2 separate regions of the Mus musculus genome follow, and region 1 is linked to region 2. Evidence: chromatin contacts called from public Hi-C data. All regions are on one chromosome and are shown on one strand. Each heading gives the region's core, a stretch centred on a gene start, on an enhancer-like site or on the middle of the called end of the contact. The rest is flanking DNA. Distances are from core to core; before and after follow the strand shown.

Region 1 (2,700 bases), core at 23-2,522, 450 kb before region 2:
TGAAATGAAATCTATGACAGCGATACTGAACAGTAAATGACAGAAAGGACTCTTGTCTGGGAGGCTTGTCTGTGACACCAGCAGCACACTCAGCCTGCCTTCTGCAAGCCAGCCTGCCTGTTCCAAGGCTGCAGGGGTTTGAATGACAACATATATTTGCATACATGGTCCCCAGTTGGTGAAACTGTGTGGGAAGCCGCCCTCACATTTGCCATTACAAGATGGCGCTGACAGCTGTGTTCTAAGTAGTAAACATAATCTGCACACGTGCAGGGGCAGTTTTCCCGCCATGTGTTCTGCCTTTCTCGTGATGACAACTGGGCCGATGGACTGCAGCCAATCAGCGAGTAATACGTCCTAGGTGGAGGATAATTCTCCTTAAAAGGGACGGGGTTTTGCCATTCTTTCTCTCTCTTGCTCTCTTGTTCTTGCTTTTTCTTGCTCTTGCTTTCTTGTTCTTGTTCTTTTTCTTGCTTTCTTGCTTGCTCTCTTGCTCTGGCTCTTGCTCTCTTGCGCTCTGGCTCCTAAAGATGTAAGCAATAGAACTCTTGCTCTTGCTCTCTTGCTCTCTTGCTCCTGAAGATGTAAGCAATAAAGCTTTGCCGCAGAAGATTCCGGTTTGCTGCGTTCTTCCTGGCCGGTCGCGAGAACGTGTGTAAGAAAACTGTTTAGGAAGTTTTAGGAGGTGAGCCTTGTCGGAGGAGGTGTGTCACTGGGAGTGAGATTTAAGTTTCAAAAGGCCGGGCCATTCCCAGTTAATGCTCTCTGCCTGTGCTTCTGGATCCGATGTTAAGTGCTCAGCCACATGTCAGGACCATGCAGGCCTGCCTGTTTCCATTCTCCTTAATGTGACTTAATGGTTATGGACAGCAATAGAACAGTAACCATGACATAGGGCCTGCATGCTCTCTACTCCCTCACTCTCACCTCATCTACCAGACTGGAGCAGCTGTGATAAAGCATGAACTTGGCTTGGTGCTAAGCAAGTAAAATAAGATCAATGTCCCAAAAGAAACAGAGTAAGAGTAGCCTGCCCTTGGAGACTTTTGGCAGCTACAGAGGTTTAAAGCTTTCAACGAATTTCAAAGACATGGGAATGAAAAAATACATTAAAAAGTCCAAGTTTGTCCCTATTTTAGCCTCAGGAGAAATCAACTACATGTATTAGAATCTGATTTTTCTTTTAGAAGCTCTTTAAATCTGGCCATGTTACAATTAGGCTGAAACACTCCCTTTGCTTCATAGGGATATGGTCAATAGATTTTGTTATAAATGCAATTACTTAAAAGTTAAGAAAGGAGACAAGGCAAGAGCCAAGCCCTCTTTTTGAGGCTGAACAAGGCAACCCAATAGGAGGAATAGAGTTCCAGGAGCAAGCAAAGAATCAGAGATATACTCACTCCCACTGCTAGTAGCTCCTCTTCTCTTATTGCATCTTGTTTTGTTCTGCTTGGCTGTCACCTCTTGGAGGTCTGCTCTTTGTTAAAGAGGAAATGAAGGGGAAGTGGATCTCAGAGAGAAGGGAAGTGGTGGGGAGCTAGAAAGGGTAGAGAGAGAGGAAATTGGCTAGGATATATTGTATGAAAAGAATCTACTTTTAATTTAAAAAGAAAGGAAAAAGTTAAGAAATATTTCTACTTCTAAAAAGAGGAATAATCAGAACAATTCACCAGTTTAAGACTTTGTAGATCTGCCAACCTGTTAGGAGGTAAAATACTAATAGCTTTAAACTATTCCTTGCTATTAATACTCTGTTCACAATACAAACATTGAAAATAAGGATTTGGTGGCCTGGTCACAGTGGGCTTCTACAACATGCCCTGTTCTGAGGCTAGTACCAATATGACCACACCTGAGAACTCTGTGGGTTTTGTGCTCCGACCCTTCGACCTCCCTGGCTTCTAGATACAACTACAATGACATCAGCCACTGCATCCCTGGAGACAGAGCTTGCCTGATGCTCCCTCCTTTCATCCACAATAGGACCTACAATGCTGTGTGAAGAACTGGACCCCAGCTCCTGCTTAACAGCCCCAGACCAGCACAAGAGCAGACAATAAACCCTTCCACTTCAAAAAAACAAACAAAAAACAAAACAAAACAAAACAAAAAAACAACAACAACTCTGTTCACTTGAATTCTCAGACCTGCTAATGATTTTTGCTAAATCTATGTTTCCCAAGACTGCCCTCCCTCCCTCCTACCTTCTCTCCCTTCTTTCTTCAATTCCCCCTCTTATACTTTTTCCCTTTTATTCTTTCCCCTTTTTTCTTTCCTTATTCATTTAATGTAAATATAATAAGTAAGTCTTTTGAAATGGAGTATTTTTCAAAAATATTTCTATTCCTTTAGATCTAATAAGGGAAACAATAGGAATAATTCACACCTATTGTATGACCTCATGAGCATTCTATTGTGACTGTGTAGTTAGAAATCTATACATATAGATTTAAACTGACAGCTAGTGAGATAAGAGATTCCAGGTTTAATATCTAGAAAACAAACCTAATTTCTTCCACATTAAAAACTCATTTGTTCATTCTTCATCTTATTAGGAAGTTGAGTATCTGTGAATTTATAAAAATATAATACATAGTTTCCCACTTATATGTGTTTTTGAAAGCTTAGATAAAACTCCCAGAAGGTTTAGAATTGAAAGCTTTGATATCTTTGATACAAAATATTTATGTGAACATCAGA
Region 2 (2,700 bases), core at 128-2,627:
GCCGATGATGGTAAGAAACGTGGTGGCATTCGCCAGCTATTTTACCTTACTCATCACCCTTCTGTCATGGCCACTACTGTTAACCTCAACTTTAAAAGTACTCAGTCAGATGGAGCTCAGTGGTTAAGAGCATTGTCTGCTTTCCCAGAGGTTTTGGTTCCGTCCCCAGCACTCACATGGTGGCTCCTCGCAACCTTCTGTAACTCCTTTTACAACACCCTCTTCTGCTTTCCGAGGGCACCAGGCACACAAGTGGTACACAGACATACATGCAGGCAAAATACCCCTACACATTGTCGTCGTCGACGTCATCGTCGTCGTTGACGTCGTCGTCATCGTCATCATCATAAGTAAATACATTTAAAAAGAGGTTTTCAGATATTCCATCAATAGTGCTCATAGGCTGGCTTGGATATCTCGGTTATGGCTGAGTTAACCGAGGCCCTCAAAACACAAGAAAGACATTTATTTGAAAAAAACGGAGTTCCTGGGCCTCTGAGCTTCAAAATTATAACCAAAGTCCCAGAAATTTTGTATGTCTGTTTTCTTTAATTCCAAAAATGTCTTTTAAGGAGTAGAACTGTGTGGGTGGGTGGGTGGGTGGGTGGGTGGTTATGTGAATGGGACACGAGGGGAACCGTGAAGCTGAACCAGATAGCAGACTACTTGGAGCTCCGACCACAAGGTCTTCCTCTTTAGCAGCAGAAAAGCGGAGCTGGGCTTGGCGATGGGCTGTGGAAAAGAAGCCTGTAATAAATGAGCCTTTGGCATTCACCTGCGTAATTGCTTTCAGGCCCTCGGTTAACCCAGTACTCACGCATAGGGTTCTATTTGCCGAAAACTTGGGAAAGAATTATGTAGAGGGGTGCAGGTGAAGCCCCTCTCCTAGCATTGATAGCAGGACTTAAATCCAGCGGTTTGCACCTGAGACCACTCCCCTTATGAAACTCTCCCCCATCCCCCACTCCCACCCCAGGGGAGGCCGCGCAGGCTGTTTACTGTTAATGAACTTTCCCCCAACCTCTCTCCTCCCTGGCAGCTGCAGAAGCAGGGTCCCGCGGGATCTGTGTGGCACCCAGAGGAGTGTGTGGTACCAGAACAGGTGGCAGGCTGCTGCTCCCTGAGGAGGATGGCCAGGAGATACACATGGAGGCAAGGGGAGGAGGGAGACAGATGAGAGCAAAGAAACTACAAGACACTAAGTGTGCTTGAGTTACTAATAAGCATCAATGAAACAGTCCCTGCGGGTCTTAGCAATAAAGAGGAAATGCTGTCTGGAAGGAGCTGGGAATCTGCGCTGACCAGAGTGAGCAAAGTGGTGGTTTTAAGCTGCCCTCTCTACTTTTCCACATACTTACCTGGTCTGCATCCTCAGAGAGTATCAGTTTTATACGCCAGCAGTGCCACCTCCTGGTTACAAAGAGGATGAAACATGGAGGTTTTTAGAAGAACTTCCCTGGATTTTCTTTTCCCCTGTTAACGTTTCCTTACCCGCTGCTAGGCTAGAATCACTTTTCCTTCGCGTTCTCATTTTCTGCAAGAGTTACTTTCGCGCCCGCTCACACTCTCCTGGGGTCTCTTCTGGAACATGTCTCTCACCACAATGCTGTTTTAACAGGTATGGTGTGAGGAACTAAATGTGTTCCTTATGTTATCAAAATGGCCACAGCAGTTCAAAGTATGAAACAACACTGAAAGAGTTTGTAAACTTATGTATTTTACATGTCCATGTCCACTCATGCAATAACACCCCAAAGCTGTAGTGTCTTTTGAGGGGTGGTTGAAGAAAGCTTTGCACATAATGTATTAGTAAAGCTAGCTTAAACAAACAAACAAATAGTGAGTTGCACACTGTGGCAGTCCCAGCACTCAGCTGGTAGAGGTAAGGAGAATCATTGAAGAGTTCAATGCCAACCTACTCTACACAACAAGCTCCGAACAAACAAGAAGGCACATTTTTCAGTCTATGCATAGTCATCTATAGAAGCATAAAACTAACAGAAATTCAATTACACTGCAATCCATATACTCTTTCTAATGTCCATGAAAAACTACTTGCGAAATAATCATCTGTTGGTATTTACCATGTTCTGTCATGCTAGAACACTATTTAACAAAATAAAACTACTGTCCTTAAGAGAGACAAAGAAAAGAGGGAGGGGGGAGAAGGGGAAGAGAGGCGTGGAGACTGGGAGAGGTGGGAGGAGGGAGGCAGAAATACTTGAATTATGCTGTTAATTTTACTGTACTGTGAAAAAAGTAAGAAACTGGGGTAAGAAAAACAAAAAGAAACAAACAGGAACACATCTTCAGGAGCAGGGTTCCAGAAAGTCAGTTTGAGGAAGCAACATTAAAAAGAATGAGAAAACGACCCAGATGAATTGTGTGGAGAAAAATACTCCAAGGGAATATGAAAAAGAATGTTCTAAAAGCAAGATGTGTTGATGAGTCAGCACAGAGGGTGGGGTTTGGGGAAGGGAGTGGGTAGAACAGCAGTGCTCAAATCATGAGGAATTCCCTAGGACACATCTAGACTTTCTGGGTCAGGGAATCTGAGTGGTGCTCCTCAGTGTGAAGACCTTTGACCTGCTGGGTAACAATCCCACCGGCTGCTATACATTAAGTGTACAGCAGCGATGGGGCAGGACCAGCTGTGCAGATGTTAAGGCAGCTTGCTAAGGACATCTATATAGTTTTGAC

What was found. Hi-C and Micro-C count contacts between places; a contact is called where the count stands out from the background.
Region 1: a Hi-C map of pre-B cells shows a contact between it and region 2, with 6 times the contacts expected there. The contact joins two enhancer-like sites.

The regions. Positions count from the first base shown.
Region 1 is chr3:15,127,358-15,130,057 of GRCm38.p6, reverse strand. No RefSeq gene overlaps it. Among named protein-coding and RNA genes, the nearest start is that of Gm33819, 29 kb to the left of the region's middle. Within about 2 kb of position 1,272, at least 14 of the 459 cell types and tissues checked have an H3K27ac peak or open chromatin away from gene starts, as enhancers often do. A contact at or near this core is called in pre-B cells, where this site is marked.
Region 2 is chr3:14,678,093-14,680,792 of GRCm38.p6, reverse strand. No RefSeq gene overlaps it. Among named protein-coding and RNA genes, the nearest start is that of Car13, 38 kb to the right of the region's middle. Within about 2 kb of position 1,377, at least 24 of the 459 cell types and tissues checked have an H3K27ac peak or open chromatin away from gene starts, as enhancers often do. A contact at or near this core is called in pre-B cells, where this site is marked.